Regions from separate parts of the Mus musculus genome. Here all the other regions are linked to region 1. A link is a contact called in public HiCAR-type, HiChIP or PLAC-seq and promoter capture Hi-C data. All regions are on one chromosome and are shown on one strand. Each heading gives the region's core, a stretch centred on a gene start, on an enhancer-like site or on the middle of the called end of the contact. The rest is flanking DNA. Distances are from core to core; before and after follow the strand shown.

Region 1 (2,633 bases), core at 38-2,537:
CTGTTTCAAAGGTTTGAACCTACAGTTACTGCTCCCCAAAACATTCATTCACCCACAAGATTTAGAAACATAAAACGGCGCGGGGTGGGGGGGGAAGCTGAGGTCTCCGTGTAAACCTCACAAAGTCCGTAGCTGAAGGCTTCCAAAGCCCGCCAAGAACATTGGAAGCATCCACAGCTGTTTTCAATTGTTCTTGCTTTCCCTTCGTAACGTATTTAGTAGGGCAATGGGTGCTGTTTGCAGCATCTCTGGCCCCCAGCCATGGTTGACCCTGACCTGCACACCGCCGTTTGGCTCCCAGAATTTCATGATCCTGCTTCCGTGTTCGGTAAAACCTAAGGAAAAATCAGGTTCGCGCCACCAGGAAATATGCTTTAAAAAAAAAAAAAAAAAAAAAGCGCGCGGGGGGGGGGGGGCTTCGATCTTTTAAATGTCACATTTTGGTGGTCTTTTTCTCTCTCAACCAGATCCCAGAAAATGAGAAAAGATGTACATCTTTGTGTAAGAGAGAAAGCAGCTGGCCAGACATGTCCTTTGGTTCACATCTAGGCCAGGGAGTCTCAATTGTGGGATAAAACCCCCATCCCCACCCCGAGGGGCAACGACCCCCCAAGTCTGTTTCAGGGATCAGAAGATGTCCACCACTAGGCTGGGGGGGCGAGGAGGGGCGCCCTTCTTAATGGAAACTGGAGCTGAATTCCTGCCCTGCTGGACAGGGAGGGGCCGTGGGGGTGCAGAGAGAAAGAGAAGGCCAGGGGTCAAGCCTGGGGAGGGACCCACTTGGCCCAAAAGGTGGGCTGCAGGGTGTCCTGAAAGAGGGGTGCTGTGAGGGGGAGGCATTGGGCATAGAGCGGGACTAGCACCCTTTGGGCACGCCCTGGTACCCCGGAACCCGAGTGGGGGAGTGTGAGGCGGCGGCCTGTGGGCCCCTGAACCTCCATGTCGCGCGCAGGCCACTAACCTGTCAGTAAGAATGTGCCAGTGGTCGCGGGGCTCATCTTGAGTGTCCCCCGACCCTTTCCCGTCCAAGCACAAGGGTCTCCCAGCTCCCACCACCAGAATAATAGCATTCTTGGCCTGCCTAAGCCAACCGTCCTCGATCCTCCCCTCCCCTCCCTTTCTTTTTTTCCTCCCAGCTTGGCCAGTTCAGCATCGCGCACCCCCCCTTCCTGAGCCCATGCTGCCCCTAGCGGCGGGCCAAAGCAGTGCATGCCGCGCCCCCACCCCATCCCCCAAGGCGCCCGCCCACGCGCCCCCCTCCGCCCCCGCTGCTCGCGAAGCACGCTGGGATTTGGCGCCCCCCCTCCTAGGATCTCTCTATATAAGGCAAGCAGTCCGGACTCCCGATACACGCGTTTCCAACTTGAGTTGGTGTGTGTCGAAGAATCCTGACCAACTACGACCTGGGGAGAGCAGCCAACCGAGAAGGTCCACCGAGCCTCGCCTAGGTCTGCTGCGCGGGCTGCGGTCCGGAGCCTTCTCCGGACCGCGGTCACCCAGTGGACCGGGCCGTCGCGGGACCCCTCATCCTTCGTGGCATCGCAGAGGAATCCTCGTGTGGTGAGTATGGTTAGGATTTTTTTTTTTTTTTTAACTCCAAGAAAACGGTCACACGCAATCCCCGTTTTACATCGGGAGCTGCGGGAGATAAAAGTAGCGCCCCCCAAAATATCTCCTCGCAAATTTTGTCAAGCCTTCAGTGGCCAGATCCTGAGACGAGAGCGTGGAAAGCAAGTCTTCACGGCTTCGGGTCCGCGAATTCGGTTTCCACGACTCGCGTCCAGAAATGGTCGGTAGACACATGAGCTGCGGACAGCGATGAGCTGCAGACGCACATGAGCTACTGACCGAATTGTGATGAGCTCCCCAAATACGCTGCAAAGTGACTGGCTCTGCACTCTTAAGTGCCGCGCTACGAACGGATTGCACTGCAGACGGCCGCGTCTTGCGCTGTGATAAACTAACGGGCGCTTCATGCGCTACAAAATCCTAATAGGCGCTTCATGCGCTACAAAATACTCATAGGCGCTTCATGCGCTACAAAATACTCATAGGCGCTTCATGCGCTACAAAATACTCATAGGCGCTTCATGCGCTACAAAATACTCATAGGCACTTCACACGCTACGAACTGATGGGCGCTTCATGCGCTTCGCTGTACTAATGGGCGCTTCATGTGCTACGATGTACTAATGAGCGCTTAATGCGCTTCGCTGTACTAATGGGCGCGCCATGCGCTTCACTGTACTAATGGGCGCTTCATGCGCTTCAGCGTACGAACGAGCAAATGAAACGGGCGAACAGGCGAACCTGTGAACGGGGCGAACGGGGCGCTTCATGCGCCACAAACCAGCCCGAACTACGGTGATACCCAAAACCGATTCGTGTTTCACGTATTCAATTTGGAAAGCTGCAGGAGAGTAACCAAACGCAAAAGCGCAACAAGAGTGAATTTAGAAAATGCGCTACAAACTGCGGCACAGGCATAAGACCTGCAGCCTCTTAAGTGACACAGAAAGTAGCGTTGGGAAGACGAGAGAACGTATCTCTCCTTGGTGAGGGGACAACACAGTTCACCTTTCGGGTCAAAACTGGCTCCGTTTTCCTGTCGGACGGCTATCTGCATGATGGTG
Region 2 (2,633 bases), core at 69-2,568, 510 kb after region 1:
CAAACAAACAGCATTACATCATATTCTTAACTATTACCTAATATGAATCTGTACTTACCCATTTCATATTTTCTTGTTTTCTTTGGACCTCCTTCCTCCAGTAGGGAGAAAAAAATTCCAAATTTCTCTGAGGTCTCCAAGGAGCTGAACTGATAACTTTAGCTCTAACTTCCTCATTTCAACTAAGCTTATGCTGACTTATCTTAGCAAAGGTACCTTATGGACCTGACACTACTAAAGGCATTAGTTAGCCAAAGTGCTTTTCAGCACAGCGCTCTTACCTTGCACTGAAATAGACTTCTAAATACTAGGTAGAAATTAAAATATTAATTGAACTGTATTCAAGAAGACTGAAGGTAGATTTATCTTTTGATCATTTATAAAAATTATCCTTTAGAGGTATGGTTTTAACACTTGGGGGTGAGGGTGGGGAGGCAAGTGTTAGTCTTCCTAGCTGTACCACTCTTAAATTTACTATTTGAAGATTCTGCCATTTGTTGTTTGGGGAGCAGGCGGGACAACGAGCCCTCTCAAGCTGGACTAGAAAGCGTTGCCAACAGACATCAGTGTCTGAACAGATTGCAGCAGCGAACCTCTGAGACTAGTCACTCCTCAGAGAAAGAATAAAAACAACTAGATGACAAGCAGAGGCCTTAGCCCCAAGTAGCAATAAGGGGAGGGAGGAGAAGAACCCACCTTTAAAAAAAAAAATCTTTCAGATCAAACTGAGTTTGCTTGAGACAGTAATTCCGGGAGGGTTTCCCTGCCGGATCTTCTACTTCAAAAAGTCAACTACCCTTCAAGTCAGTTCCTGTCCGCGGGGTTCAGCTCTCTTCCCTGTTTCCTGGCTCATCTTCCAATGTGGCATGGGTTCTGGAACGGCCCGCACTTTCAGTGTCTGAGTCAGCTATAAACACCCAGCTGCTAGTCTGATCCCCTCCCCCAAGTCCAACACTTCCAAATGACTTGGTCTTTCACAAAGGCAATGTAGCAGAAGACCTGGAAAAGGTACCCAACCTTCAGAAATCAAACGTGGGCTTTCCTACCCTGGCAGCCTAGAAAGGCACGCAGCTGTCCCCTTTGCTAGTGAACGAGTCTCAAGGAGAAGGTCACTAAGAACTGAGGTTCCAAAACTGCTCCTTTCCGGAAGGAAACGCTAGGAAGTTGGAAGCAGGAGTTCCCTGATGTGGACTAGAAAGGAAAGAGCTGAAGCCATCTCCATGGAGATGCCCACTCACCTAAAATTCAGCAGCCTTTCCCCTATTAAGGCCAGACAGGCTCCCAGCAAGGTCAGCGCCACAAGCTTCCCCATGGTGTCTGGGTGCCTTAGGCAAAAAGCAGGAAGACTGGTGCCGCTCTGGGGCGCGGACTCAGGGTCCCGCCCACTGATCAGTCCCTTGTGCCCCGCCTGCCTGCACCTCCTGGCAGTTGTGCTGATCCTTTCTAGCAGTCTTGGGAGTTTTGCTCTCTCCTGCGCCAAGGCTCAAAGCCACCTCCACATGGAGGGCTCAAAGCCACTTGTCTACTTGAGTTTCAAGGGGATTTTTGTTCTTCTGATTCAAGTCCACCTTTATTAGCGATGGTTCAAGGCCACTTTAATGTGCAGATTCTAAGGCTGGCTCTCCAGGCAAGCGGTCCAAGAACATATTTCTGCCTAGGCTAAGGTCAGCTAAACTCTGGACCATTCAGGTTTGAACTCACAAGCTGGAATCCTCACGGTGTGGAAAATTTGTTTCTTAAAGTCACAGAACTCAATTAACCTCAGCTTCTCCAGTGGAGTGATGTGAGAGAGCTGCCTGGGAAGCCAGAGTTCATAGACTAAAGCTTCAGAGTTCTGGCAGGCTGCATGTAAGAGGAGAAATTGCTCCATATACACCCTGAAGAAGAAAATCCTGAAAGACGAGCCCTTTGGCTCATCCTTCTCGAGGAACCAGAGCTCTGAACTTTGGCTCAGAACTTCCTGGTGCCTTCATGGTGGTAGACAAGTCCATCTGTCTGGCAATCTGGAAGATGAGCAGAATGTAATAATATTAATAATAATAATGATAATAACATCAACAACAATATATCGTTTTTATGGGAGAGTCTTACTCTTCTGTGAATTTCAGGTCTTTCCAATGAAGAGCAAACTTTCCTTTCAGATAAACAATACTGTTGGAGAGACTGAAGATGGCCAGACACTTGAGTTTAGGGAACATCGCACCTTCAAGGATCATCTCTTTTTAGTTACTAATAGGAGGTAGCAGCAGCAGAATTCAGTTTAAAAAGAGAGCTTTTTTTTGAAATAGGTAGATTTTATAGGACTAAGGTGTAGCGTCCGCTCTTGACCAGCAAGAACAACACGACCACCAGTCCTTCTAACAACAGTTTATTCAGCAAACTTCCGTCTTCATCTCTCTCACTTCAACTTTCTCTCTCATCTTTTTTCCTTCTCTGACCCAGGCCTCTCACTCTTATATACTCTCAGCCCTCATCCACTCACAGCAGGCCACGTCACCTCACCAGGCACGCAGCTTCAGCTAATCAGGGCAGCAGGGGCATGTCTCCACCAAAATGGATTCGCCAGTATCCTGGTGCACCTGCGCAGCTCTCATGATGGTTGTGGCTTATTTTCAGATGTATGAGGAAGTCAG
Region 3 (2,633 bases), core at 36-2,535, 350 kb after region 1:
TGTGTGTGTGTGTCAAAGGCACACGTCTCCATTCCCTGGTACACCCTCCACTACTTGAGTTATTGATTTACGACAAGTGGAAACATCAGTGCGCTGGGTTTCTAAGGTATATCCTGAGGCTTTATCGGAATTCTACAGGTTGGACTATTGTGTGACTTAGAATTCTGTTCGCAGTGCTCTTCTCCAGTGTTAGACTCACAGGATTCCCTTATTGTTTGTCTTGGTCACTTTGATCAGTCACCCACAGGTGTGTCCTATCATGGGATAATCTATCAGATGCCATGGACTCTATAGAGACAAGAGAGGAAGACGGCTGGGAACCAGCTTCTCCATACAGCTCTTCCCCATGATCCCTGTGAGCAGAGGCTTGCGGGGGCTTTGTTTCAAATTAGCTTTTCAGAAATGTCATACAGCCTAAAAGTGAATGCAGGTTGTGCCTCTTTTAGGGCAGTTCAAAGACTTGCTTATCTGACGCTGTTTAAAATTGGAGGCAGAGGCAGGCAGATTTCTGAGTTCGAGGCCAGCCTGGTCTACAGAGTGAGTTCCAGGACAGAGAAACCCTGTCTCAAAAAAACAAAAACAAAAACAAAACTAAACTAAACTAAAAAAATCGGAGTTTCCTAAGGCCACAACCCTAGTAAACTTCCTCTATTTGAAATCTGTATTCTCCTAGCAGTTCCCTGAATTTGAACTTCCTTTTTCAGCCATCTCTTAATTCTAGCCTTAATTTTAAACTGTTCAAAGCCATAAACTTCTGTTTCATTCCTGTTTAATAGTATCTTCGTATATTTTCTATTTTACTATAAGGAGAGAAAACAGAGAGGCAACCCCTGAGGCTGGGTTTGGCATCCTCTTTCTGAGATGGTACTGTTTACTAGACATTCCCTGTGTCTCCCTGAGGAGCTGATGCTCACCCTGAACATTCTGCCATGTTAACAGCCTGCCTTTCAGGTTTCCTCGAACAATATGTTTAGGGTAGTTTAAACTAATCCATTCCTTAGAATCTATCTAGCCTTCGCCCACTGCCCACTTCCAAAGCCACATCCCTATTATTTTCTCTGCTTTGTTTTGGCAGCCTCCCTTCCTGTGTGAATCCCCTTCCTTCTAAAACATCACCACCCACCAAAACATAGCAACTTAGAATAAGAAATGTCTCTACAGTACACTGTGAGCTCGTTCATCCGGATCTTTCTAAGCTCACATCTGTCCCAAGGCCGACAGTAAGGTGTCAGCCAGAGCTGTGGCCATCTAAGCGCTCAACTGGGAGAGGGTCTGCATCCAAACACACTCGCAGCTGTCGACAGGATGCAGAAGAGCCATTTCCAAGCTCCCTCATGTGACTGTTGGTAAACCTCTGTTTCCTGCTGGCTGTTGGCCAGACATCTCAGAACCTTGTAATGTGGCCCCTTCCTGCTCAGAACCTGGACTCCTGCTTCCCAATAGTGAGGACACAGAGAACAAGCCAGGACAAAAGAGGCACAAGTCACACTTCCTGTAACTAAGTTAGTTACTTCCCTTGTATTTAGCTGCAGCTGAATTGCTAGGTCCAGTCCACACTGGAGAGGAAGGATCCCAGTAGAGCACAGGAAGCAGTGTCACGGAGGTCATTGTGCCACTGAGACACCATGGCCAAAAAAAATAAAATAAAAGAGTGACCTTGGTTTTGAGTATGCCGGTACAAACTAAAGAAAACATTAAAATCCAAAGCTAATTAATGAAGTAGCAAAATTGATACAGAGTACTGAAGAAAAGAAACATGAATTTGAGTAGTTGGAAGAGATTTTACTTAAAGATCTCTAGTTAAAATTGCTATGATAATAATTTATCAGCAGTGTGGTAGGTGAATGAGCTGAGCCCCTGAAGATTGGGAACCCAGGGCTATCCGAGTAATCTAGGTATTTAAACATTTCTCCACTCAAGGCCTGGATAGATGGCTCATCAGCTAAGCACTCTTCCTGCTTGTGCAGAGATCTAGCTTCAGGTCTCAGGACCCATGCTGGGTCCACCAAGGGAGAATCCTATGCCTTTATCCTCCAAGGATATCAACAGTCGTGTGCATGCACCCCTGCATAAACACACACTTACACATAATTTAAAATAGTAAAAATAGATCTTTTAAAAACTGTTTTTCTTCTTGGAGACTAGGTACTGACAAGGATATGAAAACCAACAAGCATTCTCTGAAATAAAGTTTGAGATGCCATAAACAGGTAAAAACATGCACACATCTGAATGTGCTCATGCACAGACTCTCTGTCTCTTGCCATGTGATCTACTGAGCCAGCTCATAGCTCTGTCTGCCGGTAAGGAGATTACTATCATGTGTGGCCCCTTAACTTTGAACTTCGAGAACTGTGAGCTGAAACACCCCTCTCTCTAAAGTTCAAACAACCAAGCTCACAAACCCGGTACATTTTAAGGGACTTAGTAAAGGGTAGAGTGATGAATATGCCTCACAGGCCAGGCATCACACTGGAGATTTGTGTAATTAGTTACTTGAATCCCCTTAATATACAATGACATTGAAATCTTTCAACTTTTCTCTGGGCCTCAGGCTTTTCTGGAGACCTGCTCTCTCTAGTCCCAAAGACGTGCTTTTGTTGTAATACTCTGTAGTTATCCTGTCCAAACAA
Region 4 (2,633 bases), core at 98-2,597, 260 kb after region 1:
GTAAGTAGAAGTCTGGCTGTGCATTTTCTGTGTCTCTCCACAGCTTCACAGTTAGTATCCTCCCACTTCCCCATTTCCTTGGAGAACGGGGCTAGGAGCACCGCAGTGCCTGTCCTCGCTCAGTCATGGCATGGAGTCTGGAAGCCCTGTCAGCTCTTTGTGCGTAAGAGCTCCTAGCTCAGCTTCCCTGGATGCCACACCCTGCACTCTTGCCCCAGCCATCTTGTCTAGATTGCTTCGATGGCATAGGAGATGCTGGTTTCCTCTTCTTTAGTTAGCTTTTCAAAGGCAGCTCATCTCCTTAGATGTGTGCTTTCCAGACAATCGTTATTTTATAATTAACAATTATGACGAGGAATTCATAATTCCCCATGAATCTCTCATACCTATTTGATCATATCCAGACTTAGGTCTATTCTTTAGGAATTTCTAACATGTCTCCTAGGTTGTCACTGACCAGTTTTTCCCTGCTTCTCACTGTACTTCAGTATATTTTTCTACCCAAATGAGTACCTTTCCCAACGCACCCCACATTGGGTTTCTCTACTCTTATATTTTTGGTTGTGAGCCTAGACTTTAATGGTTGAGCCTTCTCTCCAGCCTGGGTTTCTACATTCTGTAAGACATTTATATCCTGACACATTTAACACCTATGCCACCTATTGGGTACCTACTGTATTCCAGGTAAAATGCCAAATATTTCATGTAGCTGGCTATTGCCCATTGATTTCTGCTTAACTGTACAAATATATCTTCATGGTAAAATTTTAAGTTTTCAAAAGGCACGGACGCTACATTAGTCCTCTTGCTTGTTCATCTTAGCAAGATTGATTTCCCACTCATATGTGTTAAGATTGATGGACATTTTATGTCCTCGAAAGAGTGACTTTCTGTTTTGGCATTTTTATTCCCTGTGAATAAAGATAAAGGGCTTTAACTGAATGTTTCAGGAGGTTCTTCTCTGTGTACTTAAATTAGAGTGACAGGAGTTGAGGAGTTTGTTCTTCCTCTCTTCCATTACCCAGGACAAATTTACAGGCTCTGGCCCCCGCTCTTCAGCTCTCCACTCACCCAGTCATCGCATTCACAGCTGCTGGACACTTTCTGCACAGTGCTGGGACACTGAGAGCAGCGCGGCAGATGCCTGTTCTCCACTACTGCCTACATCACAAGCCAGAGCCCACCATGGAGTGTTTGGAGCGACCCTGGGAAGCCTACAGTGTTACTAAATAACAAGCTTTTCTTACTATGATTCCTCCCCTACAATTTGATTTTGCTGCACTTCTCAGTGTGTGCATATTGCCCACACCATGTTACTGCATTCTAGTTGCTAGGTGATAATAAGGTCTGCCTGATGTCACACTGGTGGCAGGTACAGCTGCAGGCCCACCACCTTCTCATCCATCTATGCCGACTCAATTGTTTTAGCTTGTACATTTCTGCAGGTATTTGATTTAGAAGGAGACTTTACAAATGGAAAAATCAATTTAGACAGCATTGAATTTTCAAAAAGATAAATCAAAATGGAAATTGGGCATTATGTATGTCATTCACAGGCAGGCCGCTCCCAAAACAGTTAAGTACAGCCTTACAAAAATTCCTGAGAACCCTTCACATTGTATAAAGAATTGATGAATGAATGTTGTTTCAGGAATTCAGGAATGTTGTTTACCACCTTACCTTTTGTTGAATTTTGATCTTTCACTCTGTGATCCATATGTTGTGTAATGACTTCACTGTTAAGAAGAGGAGTTTCTGGCCCCATGGGAAGCCTCGTTTGGGAGCATGTCTGGCTTTCTGGCCCTGCCTGCTTGCCTTTTCTGCTCTCTTACTCCTTCTGTCTTCCTGCTGCTTGTTTGCAAGAAGTTCAGGGTTTTCCACTCAGCTAATCTGAGGAACTTCAAACATGATGTCTCCTAGCCACAGCTGCTTTAGATAGGCTGCAAAAAGTTAAAGTTTTACTGAGTCTGGAGATAAACAAAATGACGCAAGACGAATGAAAACAAAACAAAACAAAACAAAACAAAACAAAACAAAACAAAACAAAACAAAACAATGACAGAGACCAAAGACAACGGAGCAAACTTAGACTTCGCACAGCCGCTGAGTCAGCACAGGAACTCGCACGCTGCCGTGTGATGCTCTCCACCTGCTCGCAGGGATTCGATTCAGGAGTATTTTGATTTGATTTTGTCCTGAGGTCAACTGTCGGGGCAGACGTGGACAAGCTCCACCCTGCTGCATCGTCAGACAGTTTGGGTACGGCACAGAGGGTCCACTTGAACTTAATCAACAAACTCGAGACATTTACCCCAAATGACTCTGGATGCATTGAGGAGGTAAAGGATGACTGGTATAACCTCTAAAATATGGGAACTGCCCTGGGAAGTGTTTGTTTGGACTCTTCTATGACCACATTTGTTAATAGTTACTTTAAGCCTGTCTGCTCAGTCACTTGGGCTAACTTCTGCATTACAAAACCTAGTTGTTTCATTTTCCCAGTCCTTTTGTTAGATTCTTATAGAGAAATTCATTATATTGAACAGTTGCTCTTGAATTTGTTGCATTTGCCTCCTATTTGGCCTCAGTTTTCATTTTATGTGTTGATAGATCAGGGTGAGAAGGACTTGTGC

The links. Promoter capture Hi-C pulls out the DNA fragments that hold promoters and counts their contacts. HiCAR-type assays count read pairs that join an accessible place to other places. HiChIP or PLAC-seq counts read pairs in DNA pulled down with a chosen protein or histone mark.
Region 2: a HiCAR-type map of embryonic stem cells shows a contact between it and region 1, with 6 times the contacts expected there. The contact joins the promoter of Pon3 here to the promoter of Peg10 in region 1. A contact is called at or near these places in 2 of 39 promoter capture datasets (both in liver), 4 of 115 datasets of contacts at active chromatin or transcription factors (bone marrow-derived macrophages, embryonic stem cells and stem cell-derived neural progenitor cells) and 3 of 9 other capture datasets (adipose tissue, embryonic stem cells and macrophages).
Region 3: a contact with region 1 is called in a promoter capture Hi-C map of neutrophils, with 5 times the contacts expected there. The contact joins the enhancer-like site here to the promoter of Peg10 in region 1. A contact is called at or near these places in 16 of 39 promoter capture datasets (the 3T3-L1 cell line, 3T3-L1-derived adipocytes, cranial neural crest and 10 more), 1 of 15 datasets of contacts at CTCF or cohesin (the NIH/3T3 cell line), 45 of 484 Hi-C or Micro-C datasets (the 3T3-L1 cell line, the N1E-115 cell line, bone marrow-derived macrophages and 26 more), 24 of 115 datasets of contacts at active chromatin or transcription factors (bone marrow-derived dendritic cells, bone marrow-derived macrophages, cardiomyocytes and 14 more) and 4 of 9 other capture datasets (adipose tissue, embryonic stem cells, liver and 1 more).
Region 4: an H3K27ac HiChIP or PLAC-seq map of trophoblast stem cells shows a contact between it and region 1, with 22 read pairs. The contact joins the enhancer-like site here to the promoter of Peg10 in region 1. A contact is called at or near these places in 2 of 39 promoter capture datasets (hippocampal neurons and maxillary cranial neural crest), 7 of 484 Hi-C or Micro-C datasets (the N1E-115 cell line, embryonic fibroblasts, embryonic stem cells and 2 more), 9 of 115 datasets of contacts at active chromatin or transcription factors (astrocytes, embryonic hindbrain, embryonic limb bud and 4 more) and 4 of 9 other capture datasets (adipose tissue, embryonic stem cells, liver and 1 more).

The regions. Positions count from the first base shown.
Region 1 is chr6:4,746,019-4,748,651 of GRCm38.p6, forward strand. Peg10 (paternally expressed 10) reads left to right here and starts at 1,288. Exons shown (of 2, transcript NM_130877.2): 1 at 1,288-1,560. It overlaps Sgce (sarcoglycan, epsilon), which reads right to left and starts at 1,186. Exons shown (of 11, transcript NM_011360.3): 1 at 962-1,186. The coding sequence starts at 1,070.
Region 2 is chr6:5,254,915-5,257,547 of GRCm38.p6, forward strand. It overlaps Pon3 (paraoxonase 3), which reads right to left and starts at 1,319. Exons shown (of 9, transcript NM_173006.2): 1 at 1,239-1,319. The coding sequence starts at 1,312.
Region 3 is chr6:5,092,331-5,094,963 of GRCm38.p6, forward strand. The region is part of intron 6 of Ppp1r9a (protein phosphatase 1, regulatory subunit 9A); the gene reads left to right. Among named protein-coding and RNA genes, the nearest start is that of Gm52886, 39 kb to the left of the region's middle. Within about 2 kb of position 1,286, at least 79 of the 459 cell types and tissues checked have an H3K27ac peak or open chromatin away from gene starts, as enhancers often do. A contact at or near this core is called in adipose tissue, bone marrow-derived dendritic cells, bone marrow-derived macrophages and 4 more, where this site is marked.
Region 4 is chr6:5,006,669-5,009,301 of GRCm38.p6, forward strand. All of the region lies in intron 2 of Ppp1r9a (protein phosphatase 1, regulatory subunit 9A), which reads left to right. Among named protein-coding and RNA genes, the nearest start is that of Gm52886, 47 kb to the right of the region's middle. Within about 2 kb of position 1,348, at least 13 of the 459 cell types and tissues checked have an H3K27ac peak or open chromatin away from gene starts, as enhancers often do. A contact at or near this core is called in embryonic stem cells, extraembryonic endoderm stem cells and trophoblast stem cells, where this site is marked.